Regions from separate parts of the Mus musculus genome. Here region 2 is linked to region 1. Evidence: chromatin contacts called from public HiChIP or PLAC-seq data. All regions are on one chromosome and are shown on one strand. The core of a region is the stretch at or near the end of the contact, and the rest is flanking DNA. Distances in the headings are between cores, read along the strand shown. Region 1 holds the start of AI606473 (expressed sequence AI606473). Region 2 has its middle 110 kb from the start of Gm40186.

Region 1 (5,483 bases), core at 1,873-4,372:
CTAGACTTGGAAAACAAACAAAAGCCTATACCAGAATGGGTGGTAGTTCCTCAAGTCCTTCTTTTGCTGCTGGTGACCGAGTCCTCCGCACACTCTTGGGGTGTGTGTGGGGGAACCCTCATTTACACTGTAGACCCTATCCCTAGACTTTCACAATAAGGAAAATCCTATGGTTCCATATCATACTTCTCGCTGTGGGCCTTAAGAGTGGTGGACTAATATGCTGAGAGGTTGACACGAAGTGGGGCACTTCCCCCCCGACCTTCACACTGACTCCGTCGGGGCTCGCCTGGCCCACCATCCTACCTTGAGGAGGTATTTGTCCACAATCTCCAGGCCGCAGCTGCTGCACACACACTTGCCTGGCGGGCACACGGAGCCCGAGGCCATGGACTGGGGCGAGGACGACGGGGAAAGCGGGGCCGAGGAGGAGCAGGAGTCCTCGTCCCCGGCTCCCTCGGGATTCACCTGCAGGAACAGCCGAGCACTGGCCTTTCACGTCCCACCTCCCCACGGGGCAGCCCAAGGACTGTCCTCCGTCCCCAGCCTTCCCCATCCGCACTGTGGGGTTCCCAGACCAGCAGGACCCCTGGAGCCCCGCGCCCCGCCCCGCCCAGGGAGCTGGGGGTCCCCACTCGGGTCGCCGCCCCACTCACCAGTCCTTCTTCCCCAGCGCCTTTGCGGGTCCTCCCGGCCGCCAGGGCTGCAGGCCGCCCGCACTCCTCCGACATGAGCCCGGGGCACTGCGCCGCGAGAGCGGGAAGGCAGGGAGGGAGACAGCGGTCAGGAGCCCGCGGCGAGCACGCGGCGCCCCGCAGCCCGGGCCCCACCGCGCTCTTGAAGGGCGCGCACGAGGGCGGCGCGTGCGAGCGCCGGCACCTGAGCCCGGGCGCAGCTGGCCGGCCAGCGCGCAGCCTCCCTGGGCCGCCGCCGCCAGCGGGCGACTCGAGGACTGCGCGGCCGCTGCTCCCGGCTCGAGCCCCGCGCTCACCCCGGCGCGCCGGCCCCCGCCCCCCACCGGGGGTACCCAGCTAATAACCGGCCTCGGTGCACAAAGCGATTGCTTTCTAGACGTCAATCACCCGGGAGCGGGGAACACCCGGCTAAAGGGGGCACGGGGCGGGGGGAGGTGGAGTGAGAGAGAAGAAAAGATGACTGAGGAGGGGGTGGGGAGAGAAACTTGATTTCTTTAATAACCTCAATTAAAAGAGCAAGACACACATATATTTTTTAAAGGGGGGGCTTTTTGAATAGGATAGCCCAAAAGGTGAAGAGGTTTAATCGGATACTTGAAAGCTAATTACAGTGGGATTTAAGAAGCCTGGTGTTTGTTCCGACAATTTGAATGAAAATGCTTCAGATTAAACGGAGCCAGCAGCTCTTTGGTAAACTTGAAGCAATTAGAACCGTAAGCGATTTACACTGGTTTCTTTAAGGTGTGAATTGCCACTTAGTGCTCAGTAAGTCAACATTTTAGCTACTAAAGGATTAGTTTTAACCAGTGCAAAAGCGGGCCGAATAATGGAAATATCCAGCTGAATTTAATTTGTTCCATTAAAAAAAAAAAAAAACTCACCCAATGCGGGTCAGAATATTTTAGAGCACGCGGACGCGTCGCTCAAGTGTCCCCAATCCCTGGCTGCACTTTCAGTTTTGTTCTATAAACGAATGCAATCTCTCTGAGAAGTCTAGTTTAGGGCGAGTGGGTCCGCGGATTCCAGCAGCCCACACCCCTCGCTTTTGCGTCCCTTTGTCTCCTTTTCCTCTGTCTTCCGAAAGCTCCAGGTGAGCCAGCGGCCGCACGCCTGGGTAGCCCCGGCGCAGCTGCTCCCGGGCGCGTCTTCGTGGACAGAAAGCATCCAGACAGAAACGCTACCCGCAACCGTCAGACAAACACGAAGCCAGCACTACTCTGCCCATGTCCAGCCGATACCCCCACCCCGGCCCTGCTCTCCAACAGTTTAGGAACCGAGTTCCACCATAAAATGCGAGCACCCACGGGTCTTGCCTCCGGAGTAGGTGACAGCTTGCCAGGTCTCCCCGTTAGGCTCGCCTCGTACTGCGAAATTTGCCCTTTTGGTATTTCCAACGAAATCGTTCTTTTGTCCCTTTCTAAGAGCGGGCGGGCCCTGGAAGACTCAAGTCCCCAGGTCTGTCGCCGCCGGGTCTCAAGCCCCACATTCACCTTATCCGTGGCAAGAGCCAGCGTTCAGCAGAGCGCAGCCATTGGTATCTGGTGCCCTGAGACAAACACCTAGACCCCCGGCCCCTGCCCCAGACTGCCGCGAACAGCCCGTCACGTAGAATACAAGCAGGACTCACGTTGCCCCGTGAGCGTCTTAGGCTCCAGGTTTCGTCTCCCAAATTAGAGTGTCCATGCCTTAGGTTAAGTGAGCCCGTGGGGAGGGGACGGAGTGATTACTACCTAACGCTACTACGTAATAAAAAAAATTGTCAGGTCTGGAGACGAGGCAGTGACAGGTAGTTTCCCAGCCTGGTTTAGGGGCCGGACAACTCTCTTCTCTCAAGGAAACTCCTATTCAACAGATCCCGCCCGGTGTAGGCTCGCTTACCTTCTCGCGGGGAACCGCCAGCTCCGGCACTTCCTTTCCCTCCAGCTTACACACAAACATCTGATCGCTCTTCCAATACATGGCCCCGCAGGCGCTGCTCGTCACATACCAGCTCCAGAGGGTCAGAGGCTGTGGGTGTCCGCAGTGTCCCCTCCTCCGCCCCCAAAGGCCAAGGAAAGCTAACAGGCAGAACAGCGATGCCACCAGTGTGTCTTGTTCCAAAAAGGCCACAGTGACCGTAACCACTCTCTGACCCACTGTTCTTCCTCTCTCAGCCACACTAAGGCCTGTCCCTCCAGGAAAAGAGGGAAAGTTGTGTTTTCCAGAGGGTGGAACCTCGCAGAGAGGAGGGGGTGTGGGGGAAAAGTCTTTTCCTGAAGGGACAGCCTCACCTCCTTATGAAAAACCCGCCTTCTCTACATGTTAAGATCTTTATCTGCACCAGACAACTTACTCTGAGTTCAGTGTTAAAGGTGGGGGGGAATTGCGGATGTCCGTTAACTTGCCTTTTTTTTTTCTTTTTAAGAATAAGCTTTCTGCCTCTGAGTTGTCTTTAAATTCTCGCTCCCCAGCCAAAACCTAAACAAAGATTCGGGTTACAGCTCTTTCAGCGGCTCACGGAGGGAAAGCGGAGGTCTTCTGGATTCCCAAGTCTTAGGTCTCCCTAAATGCGCACCAATGGTTCTCTCTACATTTTCGAAAGGTTTTCCCGTTAAGATAATGAAGGGACAAACGAAGGACTAGATTTGATTCGCGACTAGATTTGAAATCAAGGATACAAGAAAAACGAAAGTATGTTACGATTTTTTTATTTTCTTTAATTCTAGACAAACGGTATGCCATAGATAGACTGCTGCGCACTCCACATTCCCGTGCTTAAGTGTGAACGTTTGAATGTGAGTAGGGTAGAGATAATTTTTATCTGAATTGGAAAGTGTGAGGTTTTTTGTTTGTTTGTTTATGAGGTCTCACTTTGTTTATAGAAGAAAAATTTTGTAAGAAGTTATTTTTTAATTACTTTTATTTATTTGTCCCTTTAGATAAGCAAAAGAGAAACGTTTGGAATTTAAGTGATATAAGAACATCCTGGAGTCAGTTTCTCAAGCCTTATAACAAAACCATGCTTTTGTTACCTTAGTTAGACAGAAATATATGTAGTGAAACACAAGGAAGAGCAATCTTACTCCCTTGTCTTATTTTAGCGGGAGAAGAAGAACCCAGACCAGCCATCAGGGGTAGTGGAGGGGCCAGCAGCAACTAATGCTGACCACACTTTCTCTGGACAAAATGAGCATTGGGGTGGGCAGGGATTAAAGGTTTTCTTTGATTGCCCCTTTCCTCCTTAAACACAGAGGACGTTTGAACATACGCCATCTCGGCTCTCCTTTTCAGCCATTACATACACTTTCATATTAGCACCCTCTGGCCGATGCCCATCAGGAGATCTCCATTAAATTTAGCGTGGAGTATGAGGGACCTGAGATTTAAGAATCGACTGTATTCTGGTAAAGCATAGAACGGTGGAGGTTTGGACCGACTGCCCGAAAAGCTAAATAGTGGTTGTTGTTGCTGCTGCTGCTTCTGTGGCTTCTGCTGCTGATTTTCGTCAAAAGCGAAAATCAGGAGTGGGTGAGGGAATCCACATAATAAAGTATTTTCCATACGATTCTGATCAGAGATGAGAGAGAGAGAGAGAGAGAGAGAGAGAGAGAGAGAGAGAGAGAGAGAGAGAGAGAGAGACTGGTGCGGAATGCTGGCTCCAGCAGGTCGGGCGTTGGACCGACTCCCTGGATGAGGAACTAAAACTAGAGTCTAGCTTGGAGAATTACTTACAGTCTTTTGTGCTAAGTATTGCAACGTAACTCTGAAGTTCCCTTTGCCTGCTAGCGAGAATGGTCTGTGCCGGTCATCTGGAGAGCCCAGCGCGCTAGAGCTTTTGGGGGACATAGGGAGGGGGCGCCGTCGTGTACGCCGCCTTTCCACCCACCCTCGCCTAATCAGGCTGCTCTCAATCAGGTTTTCAACATACTAATCTTGATCTGAGAGCTCCTATCTCTGCATAAGTGGAGGAAATGATTCTTTTTTAGAGGCTTCCGGGCTTAGAGAAGGAGGACGTCAGACTGGAGTCTAAAGGGCTGGTCTGGCGTCCGCCCTGCTCCCGGCGCCCGGCGGGACTGCGAACTCACCAGCAGCATAATTGCCTGTGTCCAGCGCGCTCCAGGGGCTACCCCGTGGTAAGTGCGTTCCCTGTCCTGGCGACCGACCGAGGCTTTGGCTTAGGGTTTGGGCTGGAGATGGGCGGAGCAGAAAGTGAAAGTTTTTACTAGGAAAGTCAAGGCTGAGTTGTGGGGTCTTGGGCCTAATGACCTTCTGACCCTGCATATACCACTTGCTTAAAAAATGTTTAGCTTCTCCATGCCCGCAGGCAAACTAGAACTCACTGCTCCTCGGATCAGACAGAGAAAAAGTTCGCCTTCTGTTCTTTCCACATTTAAGTGTTTGAGGTAAAATTTACAAAGCACTTTTCTTAAAAAAAAAAAAAAAAATCAGAATGAGAGTTTTAGCCCCCGCACGCCAATTGAGATCAATTTTGAACGAAACACAGTAAAAATGTATATATATATTATCTTGCTTGTCTGTAGGTGGGAAAATAAATCGGCCGTGCCTTGTTGGTGCCTTCCTATTGGACTGAAATTTCTAGAAGCCACTGTTCATCAAATGAAAACCAGAGAGGAAGGCCCACTAGGAGGTCGGCCAACACCCTGGATTTCCTGGCTCTCTCAAAGGATTGAATGGGGTAGGAAAGAAAACTATGTCTGTTCCGGGGCTGTGCGGCTCGCTTGCAAGTTCGGAGGCACTAAGTGTGCCCTGCTAAAACCTTGGGGTGGGGTGCAGGAAAGGGTCTGGAGC
Region 2 (5,612 bases), core at 2,136-4,635, 130 kb after region 1:
TTTTTTTTTTTTTTTTTTTTTTTGTCAACTTGACATAAGCTCAGGTCATCTGGGAAGACAAATCCTCAACTAAGAAGATGCTCCCATCAGATTGGCCCGTGGGCAAGCCCGTGGGACGGTTTCTTGGTTAATGATTGATGATGTGGAAGGGCCAGCCTACAGGGGGCGGTGCCATGCCCGGTTTAGCCTACAGGGGGCAGTGCCGTGCCCATGCATGGGGTCCTGAGTACGAAAGCAGGGTGCAGAAGTCATGAAAGCAAGGCTGCACTGCTCTGTGATCTCCCTTTCAGTTTCTGCTTCGAGGTTCCTGTGCTGCTTGAAGTTCTGCCTTGACTCAGTGTGTATGAGTGTTTTTGCCTGCGTGCATGTCTGTGTACCATGTGTGTCATGTGTCCTCAGAGACAAGGAGAAGCATGTCAGAAGCCCTGGAAGTGGAGTTAAAGAAGGTTTTAAGGTACCATGCGGGTGATGGAAATTGAACCTGGGTCCTTTAAGAGCATCCACTACTCTTTTTTTTTAATTGGGTATTTATTTCATTTACATTTCCAATGCTATCCCAAAAGTCCCCCACACGCTCCCCCATTCACTCCCCCACCCACCCACTCCCACTTCTTGGCCCTGTCGTTCCCCTGTACTGAGGCATATAAAGTTTGCACGACTAATGGGCCTCTCTTTCCACTGATGGCTGACTAGGCCATTTTCTGATTCATATGCAGCTAGAAACACAAGCTCCAGGGGGGTACTGGTTAGTTCATATTGTTGTAGTTTGGAGCTGTGACGAAAGGATGGACCATCTAGAGACTGCCATATCCGGGGATCCATCCCATAATCAGCTTCCAAACGCTGACACCATTGCATACACTAACAAGGTTTTGCTGAAAGGACCCAGATAGAACTGCCTCTTGTGAGACTATGCCGGGGTCTAGCAAACACAGAAGTGGATGCTCACAGTCAGCTAATGGATGGATCACAGGGCCCCCAACGGAGGAGCTAGAGAAAGTACCCAAGGAGCTAAAGGGATCTGCAATCCTATAGGTGGAGCATCCGATACTCTTAACCCCTGAACCATCTCTCTAGTCCGCTGGCTGCTTCTGGGCACTAAAAGAAGTTGGACAGGCCTGTCTGGGTCCTTTGCTAGGTAGGCATTGCTAGTCAATCAGCTGTTCCCTGACTTCTAGGGCCTGAGACTGCTTGAATGGGTCCATGTGACTGCTTTCTGAGGGCTAACCTGAGCAAGGTGGGCTGCTCAGATGTTTTCTGGGCCATAGACCTGTTCATTGTCTATTCTAGCTCAAGTTTCATTATTTATCTTCATATGAATTTCTCACAGCTGAGAAACCTCACTCTGGAGCCAACAAGGGTCCATCGTGGGACAAGAAAGGAGTGATTCTGAAATGTCGGCTAATTTTAGTGACCTAGCCTGCCTTTAAAACATGCTATGTATTTAGCTGTATTAGGAATGTGTAATATAACAATTAATGATAAAAGAGGCCATTAATTTGGAAGAGAGCAAGGAGTTTCATGCGAGGGGTTGGAGGGAGGAAATGGAAGGGGAAATGATGTAATTATAAATCACACACACAAAAATGAAAGAAACAAAAGGGAAACCATGTTGGTGACTGGAGTACAACTCAGTTCTTAGTTTGTTCAAAAGTGTCCCACATGGGCTGAGGTTGAGACCCCCAGTGTGATAGAGTCCGCCAACATTTGTGGACTTCCGTAGCGTGGTATCTCCCATCAATATGAAGTTTATCTTCTCACCTTAAATACAGACACCCCGACACTAACTGAGCTTTCAGGTAGACATAGCTCTTGAATAACTGAAGAAGAAGCTCAGCTGAGAGGCAGCTGAGCCTCGGGATAGTTACAAAAACATGTGTGCATGCATATGTGCATATGTATGTTCATGTGTATGTGTACAGATACATATACAGATGCAGGGCCGGGGCATACCATATTGCATGTGTGGAAGTCACAAGACAAGCTTGGATGTCTGTCCTAACTGTCCACCTTATTTGAGACTGGCTTTCTTCGTTCACTGCCCGGCCTTCCGGGCTCAGTGGGCAGAGCTTCTGAGGATTATCCAGTCTCTGCCCCCCTCCCACCTTAGGAGTCCTGGAGTTATGGGCATGAGCCACCACATCTGGCTTTTTTAGGGGGGATTTCTGGGGCTTTGGACTCAGTCCAGATGTTACATGGTTCTACTCTGATCCATCTTTTCAGCCTGGTATATTCTTTTAGGACATTAAATTTTAGGGTTGTTTGTTACACAGCTGAATCTAAGAGAAGTATGGAGAAGTTTGGTATTATGTGGGAGAGCTACTTTTGTTTTGTTTGTTTTTAAGCTTCTACTGTTACTGCTTTTCAAAAAAAAAAAACCTTGACTCTGAAATGTCTTCTCTACAGTGATTCTATGTCAGACTTCCCTTCCTTTGCAGGCAAAAAGATTGAGGCAGAAAGGGAAGGGGCTCATGTCATTTCATAAGAATCTTCCTCCTTTCACTAGATAAATGTTTCTATGGGCTGACCACAAAAAAATCAAAGGAGCCACCTTCCTGCGTACAGGCAGTCATCCGTGCACAGTTCATGTGAAGTGCATCAACACCCTAAACTCAGTGGACCTCAGTTTCGCAGGTTTGAGTCCAGACTGAAGAAACACCTTTTGTTCGAACAATATGGTCACAGTTAAATATTCCTGGGAAGTATCTGAGGTCTGTTACCCATTTGTTTAGTGACAATCCTGAAATGAATAAACTTGAGGGTCACATACTAGGAATGCTAGCCCTGAGAAGGGCTGCTGTAACTCGTCTTAATTGTACAACCACACATTTTAACTGCTTTACAGAACGGCTTCCTTGTGAAATCAGCAGAGATAACACTCTATTGTCATGGGATGTGGAAGTCTGAATTTATTGTGGGAGGTTTGGTTGACTAGCAGGGTCACTAGGGTTCTATTTTCTTTTATTCTCTTTAAAATCTGTCACCCCACATATCTTACAACTCCTTCCAGAATATGTGAGGATCAATACTATTTCATACAAGCTCCTCTGTGATCTTTAAGCTCGGCTTAAATGCAGCATGATTGCTCTTCGTGGAGCTGGTACAAGGAAACAATAAATGTAGGAAGAATTCCTCGTCGACAGCTGAGAAGGCTACCTCTTCTCAAAGCAGTTGGAAGTGTCAACATTATGCAGGGCTTTGCGGTTGTCTTTAATCTTTGGATCTCAAAGCACCTTGCACACAATTTCTGTTAACACACAAAACCCCATGAAATGTTCGTTCTCCTAAAATTTCCCTTTACACGGCCTTTTCTAGGCAATGGCAGTTTTAAGCGTCCTTCACTGAGGTCTTTAGAATTGTAAATGAACAAAGAGGGCTTGATCTCTCTCTTTGCATCATGATTTTTGTGTCTTACGTGGAATGTACATGCCTCTTGATCCTGTCTTCACCCACTGAACACCCGCTTCCCTGGATGCTTTGATATAGTGAGCATGTCTATGACGCTCAAATCCTAGACAGGTGGCAGTCTGTTTGTTCCTTAGATGTTAGGGACAGGATTTGGAGATAGTTTATTAATCTTTTTCTTAAGTGTCTGAAGGATGTCCGTTGAAGCATATGGAGCCGATTCCTACGAGGCACGGGTTTAGCTCTGATTGGAGTCCTCGCAGGCTAGACTGCCTCCTGAATAGCATATGGGAACTTTTTCCTTCTGTTTCTTCAAAGACAATGATTGAGAAAAAAATGAGCTAACGGAACATTCAGCTGAGGCGTGCTTAGGTACAGAGACGTACATGTGTAGAACTAACTGTGAATTTTTTAAGGCACGGAGAGTTTTTCTTTTGTGTATTCATCGACCTAAATCCAGTGGTTAGATGAATCATGTTATTATAGTAGAATGGTTTGTTTTTCTAACTCTCTAGTTTATTGTTAGCTTTATTTCTTTCATTGGTATTTAAGGATCTGATTTTTCTCCTGGAGGATGTTACAAACTATTCTCTTGTTTTCTCATTTTGAAATATGAATTCTGCCCATTCCCCCAAACTCTGTTCTCAGGAAAGAGGCATGCGTTTGTTGTATTAACCCTTAACAAACAATACATCTCAGAGTAAAAGGTGCCATGACTGACAGAGCACACGGTTTTAGTTCAGATATGTGGTGGGCAAATAAGCTGTATTTAGGGACACAGGAACTTTTGCTACATTTCAGAATTAATCTCGTAAGGATTTGCTTACGTACAGAACCACTATTCAAAACAACATTTTGGATAGGAAATCCCTTTATATACTTCAGGCTCAGGAAGCCAGGCACCGTTATTACTGAGTAATGTGAACGCGTGAGTCCCGGGTCTGATAGTTCCTGTTGATAGGTTGGCATCTGCCCCGGCAGCTTCCCGGTCAGAGAGTTCTAATACCAACACTCTAATGTGATCAGGAAGCAAAAGGACTTCAAGGCCCAGACTGTTGCAGCCTCAGTTCTTGACCACTTAAAAAGCGAGGCTCCTTTTTCTTCCCCTATGGCCATGTTATCTTTACAAGAGCACACTGAAGCCTTTAGCTCTGAACAATGATCACGAATCAATGCTGTGCACAGTATCTATGAGCAGGTGAACTGACGGGGTAACGCACCCATGTGGTTTACGTCTCTGTTCTCCGAGAAAAACATCCAGCGTCTAATAATTGGGTCTGGTTGCTGTAGGGTTGGTCGGTGTTATGTGAATAATTGTGTCTAATTGCTGTAGGGTCGGTTGGTGTTGTGTCGGATGGCACTTTCTCTGCGGATGGACAAAGCTGAGGTCATAAAGGCTTCTCTAAGCCCCTTTCCAGAAGAGCAAAATATAATCATCTTCCAGGAGGCTGGAGGAGAGAGAACTTGCTTTCCACGTCCTCCCCGTGGATAGTGATGGGTTGGTCAGGTTTCGGCTCAGCGGCCCTTCAGGCGTCCTGCTCAATTTACTGCTTTCAGTGGTGAATCTCCTTGATATGCACTTCTTCCTTCTGATGGATCTGAGAGAGGGAGGGAAGGAGGAAGGGAGGGAGGGAGGGAGGGAGGGAGGGAGGGAGGGAGGGAGGGAGGGAGGGAGGGAGGGAGAGGGGGGGCAGACACACACACACATGCACTTGCACTTGTTCTTTGGTCTCGCTCTATGATTTCTGTCTATATACTATTAAGTAAGTTAATAGGCCTCTCTAAACTTGTTTTGTCCTTTGTAAAAGGGAATTAATAATACCTCCTTTCCTGACATGCCTGAAAAATAAATAAGATTATACACACACACACATATATACGTACACACACACACACACACACACACACATATATACATACACACATATATACATACACACACACACACACATATACATACACACACACACACACATATATATATATATGGCACAGAAGGCACATATCAGTTCTGACCTATCTTCAGTGATATCATTTTCCCATGCTACATGTTAGTGAGAGAGTATTGTGCTTTTGTTTAGTAAGAGAAAGAATTACATCTACAGAGAATAACAGGGCATGCTATTGGATGAGTTTTGGTCACTTCTCCTTCTGTAGGATACCTAATGACTCCAGAGAACTACCCCGTTATATATAATATGGTTTTT

The links. HiChIP or PLAC-seq counts read pairs in DNA pulled down with a chosen protein or histone mark.
Region 2: a contact with region 1 is called in an H3K4me3 HiChIP or PLAC-seq map of the SCID.adh cell line, with 9 read pairs. The contact joins the enhancer-like site here to the promoter of AI606473 in region 1. A contact is called at or near these places in 6 of 39 promoter capture datasets (the 3T3-L1 cell line, cranial neural crest, embryonic stem cells and 3 more), 2 of 484 Hi-C or Micro-C datasets (nephron progenitors and palatal mesenchyme), 7 of 115 datasets of contacts at active chromatin or transcription factors (the SCID.adh cell line, bone marrow-derived macrophages, craniofacial prominence and 4 more) and 2 of 9 other capture datasets (adipose tissue and liver).

What each region holds. Positions count from the first base shown.
Region 1 is chr3:154,327,699-154,333,181 of GRCm38.p6, forward strand. It overlaps AI606473 (expressed sequence AI606473), which reads left to right and starts at 3,123. Exons shown (of 3, transcript NR_040387.1): 1 at 3,123-3,365; 2 at 4,661-4,807; 3 at 5,216-5,483. Lhx8 (LIM homeobox protein 8) reads right to left here and starts at 2,862. Exons shown (of 9, transcript NM_010713.2): 1 at 2,574-2,862; 2 at 657-743; 3 at 307-468. The coding sequence starts at 2,654.
Region 2 is chr3:154,458,211-154,463,822 of GRCm38.p6, forward strand. No RefSeq gene overlaps it. Among named protein-coding and RNA genes, the nearest start is that of Gm40186, 110 kb to the right of the region's middle. Within about 2 kb of position 3,386, at least 4 of the 459 cell types and tissues checked have an H3K27ac peak or open chromatin away from gene starts, as enhancers often do. A contact at or near this core is called in the SCID.adh cell line, where this site is marked.